Linked DNA regions of Sus scrofa: all the other regions are linked to region 3. Evidence: chromatin contacts called from public Hi-C and HiChIP or PLAC-seq data. All regions are on one chromosome and are shown on one strand. Each heading gives the region's core, a stretch centred on a gene start, on an enhancer-like site or on the middle of the called end of the contact. The rest is flanking DNA. Distances are from core to core; before and after follow the strand shown.

Region 1 (4,245 bases), core at 650-3,149, 210 kb after region 3:
CTTGATCATTCAATCAACAATAGTATACAACATTCTTGTACACACTATCAATTTGTTGTATACAGTATCAATTTGCACCTGGAAACATGAGCAGTGGTTAATTTATTGTGGCTTGTAATTATAAATTAAACAATCATGAAATTACACAGTCCACTTAATTGATAAACAGGGAAAATTTAGCCAACTCTCGTGTGTTTCTTATTTGTGATGACATCTCTTTCTCTGTTGGTTTGGATTGCCTTATTCATTTCAATTCTAGTTATTTTCTGTGTAAATATTTATGTTTTGTGCTCATCTGTTGAGAAAAACTTAGCCTTTAAATGGACAGCTCATGTATAAACGATTAATAAAAAGCAAACATGTAAAAATCTGTTTAGCCTGAGGTTAATAAAACTGCAATGCAGCAAGTGTTGAAATGTGATTGGCAACTTCAGATCAAATAATCCTACTTATTTACCAATCTGACAATGTAAAAATCAATTGAAAAATTTTTTCCTATCAAAATTTACTCACTGGATAATCCGACCAAAAGCACAAGTATTTTTTCCTTGTGGACATCTAGCTTTTTCTTACTTCATAAATCAATCGGAATTGTTCAACATTTCTAAAAGTCAAAACTGGAGTTGGGACAGGGAGGTAACAAAACGCTCTTTGCAGCTCCTAAGTCAACCATCCTGGTCTAAATGCTTCCAAATCAATTTTTTCTTTGGCTCTAAAACTACTCAATTCTATTTTAACACCCTCCAACTAACTGCAGAGAAAGCAACAAGGAACAGTATCGAAGGTCAAATATGTCATAATTTACAATTTGGGAAAGTTTTAATTTGGTCTGACAGAGAAAAAAAGGCTTGCCCCAAAGTGACGGCTACTCTCCGTTTTTAATCTGCTCCAAACTGAGACTAAGACCTTTGGTTCTGGAGTGGTCATATGCAAAAGAAGGTTGCAACAGGTTCCAAAGGAAATGCTAAGGACCAGGCAGCAAGTTTGCCTCCACCACATGGATTACGTATTGTATAGGAGACTGGTCGTCACCGACTATCAGACCTTGCGGAATCCTCCGCAAATAAATGACTCGGGACTGCAGAAACGCGTCCGTCACGCAGACACCAAGACGGCGAAAATCCACCAGGCATCTTTTCTGAGCGACACCTCTTTGTGTCCTGGGATTTACACCCTTCCCCCTAGAGGCCCGCACATGGCGAGAAGGAGGAGAGCTAGGCTACCATTTCCCAGGGTACCTCCAGCGCGACCTCAAAGACAGTAGAACTGGCCCTTCTCCCCGCTTCTGGCCAGGCACTGGTGAACCCCACTTTCCTGCGGCGCAGCGAGGCCGATTCCCTGGGAAGATCTAAGCCTGTGTCCAGCTGCTGCTCTCCGCAGCTCCTCGGATCCGCCCTCATCCCAATCCTCAGAATGATGATGGAGCCCCTACTCAGTACGGGGATAACCACGCACTCTTCCAGCCCCTTCCCCTAGCTTCGGACCCGTTGCAAGCCCCGCCTTCCTCCCCAGGCCCAGATCTCTCTCCTGGGCCCACAGAGTCGGGGATGCCCGCCACCCCCCGAAACCAATCCATGACCTAAGACAGCAGGCTGAACGCCAGGCTATTCTCTCCTTGACTTTAAGTGCAATGCCGCGCCTCGAGCCTGGGGAAGGGAGGCGGGTGACCTACCGGCTCCGGAGGTACCCTGACCCCCACACTCACCATCCTCCCGCCGAGTCCCTCCTCCTCCTCCTCCTCCACCTCCTGCCTCCCCCGTTACCAGGGGCAACTGCTGCGGCGCCGCCCCCGACGTCCCTCGCACGCACAGCGGAGGAGCTGAGCAGCAGGACTGGGCGGGGTCCAGCTCCCCTTTCCCCGAAGTGCGCAAGCGCGCCAAAGTGCCCGCCTACTGCGCAGGCGGGCTGTTGGAGCGGCCGCTGGCAGCTGCAGGCTGGTGGAGACCCGGGGAACCGTGAAAACTCGCCCACTCAGCTGGCGGGGGCCACCTAGCCTATGATTGGTCCAGGAGAGGGGAGGGGGCGTGGCGAGGGGCGGTTCCCGGGTGGAAGCCAAAAGTGCATCCAGGCCAGGCTGCGAACGCGGGCTGCATCTGGTAGCAGTTGTCTCAGCACATTCCTTCTGGGACCAGGTAAGGGGTCTTGGGAGGAGGCAGCCTGCAGAATCTATCTCCAGTCCCCACATTCCGCGACGTAGCTTGCATTTCTGTCCTAACTCTGCTTAGGCGGGGCTGCAGCGTGGGCCGGGCTTCCACCTGCCCAAGCCACGTGGCACAAGAAGAAGATACCTGTGGACATCTTCCTTATGGCCTCCAGCACCTTCGTGTGCCAGGCTGAGGGGCGAGGGCGTCGTGGGTTGCACACCCGTCTCCACACACCTGTGTTAGAATCCGGGCTGGAGGAACCCTGGTGGTGGGAGGCTGCCTGTTGGAGGGCAAGAAACTGCCTGAGGACTGGCCCTGAGGGCTGGTATGAGGTGACAGCCGGGTGAAAGGCGTTTTAGGATGGATGATTTTGCTGAACTGCGTTGGACGGGTCGGTGCGCCGACTGCAGCCCGGAAGGAGGCAAAAATGGGCAGGCACTTACAGGCAAGAAAGAGTGAGAGGGATTCTGGGTGCTACCTCCCACCCCTTCCAAGGGCAGAGGACAGGAAGAAGAGTTATCACAGTTGTGCCAGGTTCTAGTCCAGACCCTGGAGACACAGCAAAGACAAAACTGTCCTCATGGAAGTTACATCTTTCCTAGTGAAATGCTTTTCATACATGATTTCATTTCATTCTCACAACCCTAGAAATTGGTTATTTTAAGTGCCTTTAAACACTGTTATTGTATTGTCCATGTGGAGGGAGCAGAGTGGTTTATACCTGAGATGTAAGTCCAGAGGTTTTTAAGAGCTGATAAAGTGTGGGCATGGATGATATACCTGGAGGTTTGGAGATGTGTGTGTGTGTGTGCACGCGCGTGCGTGTGTGCCTCTTACCTACCTCACTGGGTTCTTGTGAGGATTATATGAATTGTATATCAGGCACATAGAACATTGCTTGGCCATAGGAAGTGCTATGTGGGTCTTAGATATTAATAGTTTAATCTGGGTTTTGGGCTTTGCTTCTTTTACAACCAACAGGCTTTTCAGTATAGTTAAGATTATTGGAATGAAGGTAGGAGTTCCTGCTGTGGCACAGTGGGTTAAGGATCTGGCATTGCTGCAGCTGTGGCTCATATTTGATCCCTGGCCCGGGAACTTCCATATGCTGGGTGTGGCCATTTTTTAAAGAAAAAAAGGTTATTGGAACCAAGGCAGATTTTTTTCCTGAATGGTCCTGAATGCATATTCAACTAAAGTATTTTTTAAAACATCTACTACCTGCATACCTGTTTCAGATCCTTAAGGAGAAAACTTAGTTCAGAACCTTGACTGAAGTGCAAAATGAATGTTTAACTCAGAGCTTGCACTCTTTCAATCTACCCAACTCTAGTCTGTTGGTTCTTTTGTGAAAGGCAAGGCAGACTTCTCTTTCTTTTTCTTCTTTTCTTTTTTGTGTGTTTTTAGGGCTGCACCTGCAGCATATGGAGGTTCCCAGGCTAAGGGTCAAATTGGAGCTGTAGCTGCTGGCCTACACCACAGCCACAGCAATGAGGGATCCGAGCCACGTTTGTGACCTACGCCACAGCTCACAGCAACACCAGATTCTTTTTTTTTTTTTTTTTTTTTTGTCTTTTTGTCTTTTGTTGTTGTTGTTGCTATTTCTTAGGCCGCTCCTGCGGCATATGGAGGTTCCCAGGCTATGGGTTGAATCGGAGCTGTAGCCACCAGCCTACGCCAGAGCCACAGCAACGCGGGATCCGAGCCGCGTCTGCAATCTACACCACAGCTCACGGCAACGCCGGATCGTTAACCCACTGAACAAGGGCAGGGACCGAACCCGCAACCTCATGGTTCCTAGTCGGATTCGTTAACCACTGCGCCACGACGGGAACTCCAACACCAGATTCTTAACCCAATGAGCGAGGCCAGGGATCGAACCTGCGTCCTCATGGGTACTAGTCAGATTTGTTTCCGCTGAGCCACGACGGGAACTCCAGACTGTTCTTTCTAAATTGCCTGGTGTCTGACAGCATGGTTGCCTCAGTATCACATGATTGTACATAGGCATATACTACCAGGGCCTGCTTATTTAATTATTAGTCTCATTCTCCAGCTTGCTGTAAACACCCTTGACACTAGCCCTTGCCATCTCAGTGGT
Region 2 (3,898 bases), core at 172-2,671, 240 kb after region 3:
AGATAGAGACAGAACTGATTTCTTCACTCTTACCTGTTTCCCACTTTGCCATCATTTAAACCAAGAACCAACTCCCTCTGGGCTCAGCTATGGGCTAGAATGGGCCAGGCTCTGAAATGCTTTGGCAGGTTTTTTGAGAGGAAATTGGCAGCTACAGGGCAGCTGGCTTCTCTGCTTTGGGTCTTCTTTTGTTCGTTTATTCTCCCAACATTGATTGAGCTCGTGACTGGGCCCTGTACAAGGTGCTGTAGGAGTTTCTTTAAAAAAAAATGTGTAAGATCTGGTGTGCCATACAAAAAGCTACACGTCTAGTGGGAGGGGTCAAGCAGGCAGAAACTACAGATAGATACACTGTGTGCTAAGTGTTATGTGAATTCAGAAGAGAGGAGGGGGTGGGAATGAGGAGTTTGTAAACAGGAAACTGTGTAAAGTGTAAATGAAGTTAAGGGCACTGCATAGCTCAGTACTCTGGGGAGCTCTAAACTGTTACGTGTGAGCAGGATGTGGGAAGTGAAGCGGCAGTGGGTGAGATAAAGAGGTATGCTGGGACCAGGACACACAAAGAAGCATGTTAAAAGTTGGGACTATAAGTCCAGTCCAGGTGGTTGAAGTATTTCGAGAGGGGAAGCCCTGAGATGAGAATTCTTGGTTTTAGGTGGTAGAGCACCCCAGCTTTGGTTGGTGAAAGGGATTCAAGAAAGAATTGGAACTGGGACAGAAGAGACCATTTGTATTTAGCCAGAAAATGAGAACATGGATTGAAGCAATGGGGATGGATTTCAGACCTATTTTTAAGGTAGAATCAATAGAATTTCGTCTCTCTCATTTGTGGTGACAAAGCACTGTCTCAAATAAAGGTACTGCCTTATAGGGAATTCAAATTGACTGAAACCACTGTTTGAGATCACGAGCGGGACCTGGTACTGGGGCTATGCTTAAAGACAAAAGACATCAAAAGCTCTTTAGACTGCAGTTGTCTTTCAGAGCGCTCGGTTACCTTCTAAAATGAACTTATTTTCCAACACCCCTTAGAATTGCTATACCCCTTCCCTTTCTTTGCTGAACTGGGGAAATCTTCCGCCACACTCAAGATGGCGGCACCAAAATGGACTTCTATACATGTTTTGGATTGCCCAGCCCCGTGATTCCAGCTACTTCCGCCACTCTCTGCGGAGCAGCACGCGTTTACGCCTCCTCGCAGCACTCAAGATGGCCCGGCTTCCTCCTACTTTTCATTGGCCAGCTCTCTCCGGTCTTCCGACATCATGAGGGGGCGGGACTTGTATTTGATCGACGGCTGTTTTAACCAATGGAAAAAGGGATAAAACCAATGAAGCGCTGGAACTGGAGAACCATCCCAGCGTCTGGGAGGTGTTTCGGCTGGGCGGGGTGGAGCAGAGCCGGAAGCGGGTGGGGAGAGTGAAACAGGAAAAGAAGGGAAGAAGGAAGAAGAGGGAAGAGGAGGAGAGGGAGGAGGAGGAGGGAGGCGGCGGCGCCGTGGCGGAGGAGCAGGAGCAGGAGGGGGATGGAGAGGAGAAGGCTCCTGGGTGGCATGGCGCTCCTGCTCCTCCAGGCGCTGCCCAGCCCCCTGTCAGCCAGGGCCGAACCCCCGCAGGTAAGGGGGAGGGAGCGTCTGGGCCAGGCTGGAGGTCTGGGGGTCGTCGAGGCCTGGCTGGAGGGGGCTGAAGGGATGTTGTCAAGAGTCGACGGGTCCCAAGAGGGGCACCCATGTCTGGAGTGGACAGGATGTAAGGGGGCGTCGGTGTTTAACTGAGGGACACCTGTGACGGCTTTGGTGTCAGGGAAGTGGCAGAGGCATGGTACCAAGTGAGTGAGGGGTCTTTGAGACGGCAGTTAGGTAAGGTGGGATGGGATGGCTGTGGCCGGATAGTGGTGCCAAGCAGGGGCATGAGGGGCGCGCATTCTTGTCTCACAGTGTCTCCAAGGCAGCGATGCCGCGTTTACGTCTGTGCGGATAGGGGTCCGTGGGTTATTGAGTGGGCCTGAGAGGGAGGGAGGGGCTGAGAGGATATTTATTTCAAGCTGCACCTGGGAAAGGTCTAGGAGCCTCTAGGCCCCATTTTTAATGGTGTTGGAGGCAGGGATCTTGGAAGGCAGGTGAGATGAAGTAGACTGGGGCTCCTCAGGAGCATGGCACACGAGCGGTAACAAGCTCTCACTGTTGGGCGGGCTGGCTGGTCTGGGGGAGCCAGTCACCGATGTCGGTCTGGGCCAGCTCGGCGTTTTGAGCAAAGGGTGGTGCTGATGCCAGTAAGGGCAACAAATGGAGCACCCCAGCTTTTCTTGCTAGGTGGCTTGCCTCTTATCCAGGCAGAGAAGCTTGTGCTGATTTCAGCTGCTGCTGGCATTTCGAAACCTTAATGGGAGCGTTGCTCCTGGTGCCAAGTTGGGTGGGGTGCAGCAGGGGGAATCACCCCTCCTTCCCTTGCATTTGGCAAGGCTTTACCATTCTATTTTCTTCACTTTCTGTTCCCGTCCCTGTCTTTTCAGAAAGGCACACACACAGAGCAAAATGGCAGAGTCTCTACAGCTTAGCATGAACTTTGTGTTGTGATCAAGTAGACGCAGAGTACCAGCAAAAATACACACACTTATCTTTTCCCTAGGAGTTTATGGGCAGTCTTTTCACATATGCATCTTGTCTTGCTCATCCTCTATGTAACAAATTAATTTTTTAAATGACCTGAAGTGTATATAACATAAACCATTTAAAACCACTTAACCATTTTAAAGTGAATACTTCAGTGGCATTTAGTACACTCACAGTGTTGTGCAACCACCGCCTCTATCTAGTTCCAAAACATTTTCATCACTCCAAAAGAAAAGCCTGTACCATTAAACAGTTCCTCCCCATTCCTCCTTCCCCCATACCCTGGCAACCACCAGTCTGCTGTCTCTGTGGATTTATCTGTTCAGGATATTTCATATAAATGGAATCCTACAGTATGTGACCTTTTGTGTCTGGCTTCTTTCTCTTACCATAATGTTCAAGGTTTATCTGTTTTTGTGGCTGAATAATACTCCATTGTGTGGCTACACCACAATTTATTTATTCCTTTATCTATAGAAGTATCCTCTGCTTCTCTCAAAGAATACATTTACGTGTATTAGAAAGAACGCACAAAAGGAATATAGCTCATTTTCTGACCCAATACATTGCTTTTTTCTACAGCTGGGACTCTCCTGTTTTAGGCTTTGTTGGGGTTGTTTTCCCAGTTAAAATCATCAACTGACAGGAGAAATAAATTTGCTTTATCTTCTAGAAAAGTTACAATCTTTAGGACTGGTAAAGCTAAGAAGTATAGATGTTGAAAGAACAAAATAGAGAACTGTTGCTTTTCCTTTGCCCCTGCCTATTTCTGTCGCTGTCGCTAAAGGCTGTTCCCAGTGACCAGCAATTAAATGGTAGAGGGTCGATTTAGGAACCGTGCAGCCTTTGGAGGTGGGAGCCCTGGGTCTGTGGTCTCCATCACCCCAGGAGAGAGGGGTGGTTGGCTTCCAAGGCACTGGTGGGAACCAGGTCCATTTCTTTAGCAGGAGAGGAGGAAGGATGGAAGGGGGAGATTCCTTCCTTGCTCATGGAAGGAAGCCTGGGAGGTGGAGGGAAGGGGTGGGAGGGGATCTTCAGTGTCATGCCCTAATTGCAGTTTGTGGATCACAGGCCATTTTCTTATCATTTCTCTGGCACTCCCACTACTTATTTTTGGGACAGGGTGGCTTTTGTACTTTGTTCCATTTGGATGGATGCTAGCATTGACCAGCAGCTATTATGTGGTTAAAGTTCTTGCAGAGAAGGGAAAGTTTTTGAAATGAGTAGTCTCTTGCCTCCTGACCCTCTTCCCCCAAACCCTCCTTCCCCCCATCTCACAGCCTCTCT
Region 3 (3,973 bases), core at 743-3,242:
AACCAATAAATCAATTATACCAACAAATCGATCAATTCATAGTCTGGTGAAGGAAACAAACAAAAATCCTCCCTAAAATGAGGTCTCTCACTGAGCTCAACCTCCTTCCTAAAGAGAAGGAAAGCTAACTAACCAAAAAGCATCTTTCATTGGAAAAAATGAGGAATTTAGAACCCAGTCTTAATCTGAGTCTTGGCACCTCAACTCATAACCCAGCTGGTTTGAATACTGTTTGTTATTTAACCTCCCCAAGCCTCATTTTTCTTCATATTTCAATTGGGACTAGTAAGCCCTAACTACCTATCAGAGTTGAAGCCTAAAGAAGATTCAGGAGTTCCTGTCTAGGGAAAACGAATCTGAATAGCATCCATGAGGATGCAGGTTGGATCCCTGGCCTGGCTCAGTGGGTTAAGGATCCGGCTTGCGTGAGCTGTGGTGTAGGTCGCAGATGCAGCTCTGATCCCAGCATTGTCATGGCTGTGGTGTAGGCCAGCAGCTACAGCTCCTATTCAGCCACTAGCCTAGGAACCTCCATCTGCCGCAGGTCGGCCCTAAAAAGACACACACACAAAAGATGATGCAAGTTAAAGGACCTTGCAACGTGCCAAAGATCCCAAGGGCTGAATCAGCAGAGTGAATGTGACAGTCAGCTTAGGACAAAGGAAACTGGCAATTGTGCCTCAATGGAGGGACTTAGAAGAGGAACAGAAAGGTATCAACCCAACCTTTCCGTGGAAAGACAGAAATTCAGTTTTATACAACTGCTTCTCTCCGCCAAAAATAAGAGCAGTATTTAGATTCTTTCCATTTGTCACTATTGATGCACCTGCATGGGTACTAGCAAGAAGAATAGCGGATAAAGCACTGGATTTAGGGCACCACTACTGTGCGACCTTGGGCTCACTTCACCTCTTCGCGCTTCAGTTTTCTCATTCGTAAAACGAGGATCAAACGTCCTGCTTTAACTATCCACCTCAAATTGGTGAGGATCCAATTTGAATGCATGTGAAACCCCTGTGTAAGCGCTACAGCGCCTGGCAAATACGTTTAGTTATTTTTTTTTCCACAGCAACTAGGCGTTTCGAAGAGAAAGGTAACCCCCTACTTGCTTTGTCACTCCCCTTTCTTCTCAACATTTATTAACGTTGTAATTTAAAATCACAGAAATAACTGAAATCCTAAGGCCATTTCTGGCACCACACATTCGAGCCCCACCCAAACATACCGCCAAGCCGCGGGCCCGTCTGGGGACCGAAGGAAGCTTAGCCCTTCTCCACTCCCGGGCGGGCCCTAGCGGGTCAGGCCCCACCACTCCGAGGCCCCGAAACCAATCCCCACGGCCCTCGAGCGCCGCCCCGCCCCTTAAAGGGGGGAAATACTATGGCGGCCGGGAAGAAAGGCAGGAGAGCGAGCCAATCACTGCAGAGGGCTGCCCTCATCCGGCAAGGCCCAGAGGCGGGGTCATTGGCCAAGATGGACAGCCAGAACAGCCTATAGAGTTATCGGAAGCTGGGACGGGGCGGACGCCGGGCTCTCACAGAGAGGTTAAGGCCCCTCTAGCCAGGGGCCCAAGGACCCGGCTCGGACTATAACCCTTCCCTTTATCCATCCCAGGGTTCTCCATCCCATGCTTGATGGCCGGCTGGCCCGCCCTGCCTGTGGATTACGGGTCGGGGGAGGAAGGAGGCGGCGGCGGCTGAACCCGCCTGACAGGCCGGGCCAGTGACAAAGAACCGGCGGCCCAGGCTGAAACCCGGGAAGCGATCCCTTCGAGGAGGAGAGCATAAGTCCCTCTAGGGGGATGCAACTCACGTTGTCGATCACGACAGGCTGGTTGGCGATCACATCGTAGGACTCCATGGCAGAGGAATCTCTCCTTCCGAGGAAGGAACTGCCAGACCGGTCTGCCGCTAACGCCACTGAAACGCATGCGCAGTCTGGCCTCCAGTACCGGACGGCCAGGGAGCGGCCCGACCTCGCTTTCGAAGAACTACAATACCCAGAAGGCTCTGCATTGTATTTAGCTGCTTCGGAGCCCCGCCTAGTGTAAGTGACACGGCATCGCGTTTCCGGCGCACGGTGTGTTGGGCTTTGTAGTCTCTATAGATTAAATAGAAAGGGACGCTGATTGCATTGCCTACCAGAATCTGTAGTCCATTGGGAGGGATTCCCAGTGCCTCCTGAAGTATGTAGTATTTGTCTGTAGTTCGGTTTGGATTGATCAGTAACTTGTGGATGTTTGGCTTTTACAGATCAGTCCTGCCACTCTCCACCACTTCCCCTGGACAACGTAAGGTTGCCATATTTTTATATGGGTCTATAAGACATTAACAAACATATATCATGGAGTTCCCATCGTGGCGCAGTGGTTAACGAATCCGACTAGGAACCATGAGGTTGCGGGTTCGATCCCTGCCCTTGCTCAGTGGGTTAACGATCCAGCGTTGCCGTGAGCTGTGGTGTAGGTCGCAGACGCGGCTCGGATCCCGCGTTGCTGTGGCTCTGGCGTAGGCCGGTGGCTACAGCTCTGATTGGACCCCTAGCCTGGGAACCTCCATATGCCGCGGGAGCGGCCCAAGAAATAGCAACAACAACAACAAAAAAAAAGCCAAAAAAAAAAAAAAAAAAAAAAAAAAAAACAAACATATATCACTATAGCACTCTAATAAAAGTAACTTCTAATACACACAAATACACAGGGAGGAACATATTCAGAGAATAGAGGAAAGTAGTTTAAATTACATAAAATTTGCTTTTGCGGTAAAAGAACATTTTTGTTGATTTTTGCATTTTTTTCCTGGATAGTTGTAATGCAACATGCTAACATTGATCTAAAGACTGGCATTTGGCGCTACTGGTATAGATGATATTTTGGCCATTAAAACGACGTTCATCTTCCAGCTTCAGGAACTGCTCTAGCATATCTTTAATTTTCATAAGGATTCACATTGATGAATGAGAAAATGGAAGCGAAAAGAGGTTCTATTTTTTTCTTCCTTTCTTTTTTTTTTTTTTGGTCTTTTCAGCGCCGCACTCGCGGCATGTGAACGTTCCCAGGCTGGGGGTTGAATTGGAGCTGTAGCTGCCAGCCTATTTCACAGCCACAGCAACCCAGGATCCGAGCCCAGTCTGTGATCTACGCCACAGCTCACGGCAACACCAGATCCTTAACCCACTGACCAAGGTCAGGGATCGAACCCGAGTCCTCATGGATACTAGTCGGGCTCGTTAACCAGTGAGCCACGACGGGAACTCCATCACTGCTTTCTAATTGAGCCCAGTGTCTAGAGTATTTCCTCCCGCCCTTCAAGTTGCAAGGACCCTTTAGTTAATAGTCCTGACCCTTTAGTCAGGATATTTAATCGATCCTAATTTATCTAAGTCCTGTTACTTTCTAGCAGAAATTCAAAATAGATATTTCAACATATGACCCTCGAGTTTGGCGGTGTTGGTGTCAATCTGGTCAATGGACATTCAAAGACGGTAGGAAACATTCAGATTTTTACTGTTAAAACTAATGCTACACGAACGAATGAATCAATCCATTGCCAGATTTGTTTAACAATCCTTCTTAGAGTGACCGCAGAACAATTACAAGCCCTTTACCCACGCACTTCCCAGCGCTTTGGTGCGACCCTAGCACCTCAGAAAGACGCGCCAGCATCTCTATTTAAACCTGAGTTCCTCCTAACACTAGGGGAGGCCAAGAGCTTCGGGACACCCCTTAAACAGGGAGAGGGAGGCGGGACCTATTGTCAAGTCACGCCTTTCCCACCTGTGACTGGCAAAGATACTAGCCAATGGATGTCGGAATAGGGCGCGCCGCCGCCCCGCCCCCCTGAGCGCCCCGCGGCCCCCGAGGCACCCTCTGGCCGTCGCTTGCCTGGGCGGACGGTGCGCCTTGCGCAGGCGCGGAGCTTAGACCTCGCTGCAGCCCCCATCGCCTCCGGGAGTCGCACCCAGGGAGTCCGCC

Evidence for each region. Hi-C and Micro-C count contacts between places; a contact is called where the count stands out from the background. HiChIP or PLAC-seq counts read pairs in DNA pulled down with a chosen protein or histone mark.
Region 1: a contact with region 3 is called in a Hi-C map of embryonic fibroblasts, with 3 times the contacts expected there. The contact joins the promoter of SFXN2 here to the promoter of ACTR1A in region 3. A contact is called at or near these places in 1 of 5 promoter capture datasets (fetal skeletal muscle) and 2 of 47 Hi-C or Micro-C datasets (embryonic fibroblasts and heart right ventricle).
Region 2: a contact with region 3 is called in an H3K27ac HiChIP or PLAC-seq map of alveolar macrophages. The contact joins the promoter of WBP1L here to the promoter of ACTR1A in region 3. A contact is called at or near these places in 2 of 47 Hi-C or Micro-C datasets (embryonic fibroblasts and liver) and 1 of 2 datasets of contacts at active chromatin or transcription factors (alveolar macrophages).

What each region holds. Positions count from the first base shown.
Region 1 is chr14:113,705,768-113,710,012 of Sscrofa11.1, forward strand. SFXN2 (sideroflexin-2) reads left to right here and starts at 1,900. Exons shown (of 12, transcript XR_002338747.1): 1 at 1,900-2,132.
Region 2 is chr14:113,736,337-113,740,234 of Sscrofa11.1, forward strand. It overlaps WBP1L (WW domain binding protein 1-like), which reads left to right and starts at 1,422. Exons shown (of 4, transcript XM_001929157.7): 1 at 1,422-1,615. The coding sequence starts at 1,526.
Region 3 is chr14:113,496,802-113,500,774 of Sscrofa11.1, forward strand. ACTR1A (alpha-centractin) reads right to left here and starts at 1,993. Exons shown (of 11, transcript XM_001928877.5): 1 at 1,813-1,993. The coding sequence starts at 1,860. SUFU (suppressor of fused homolog) reads left to right here and starts at 3,200. Exons shown (of 14, transcript XM_021072750.1): 1 at 3,200-3,973.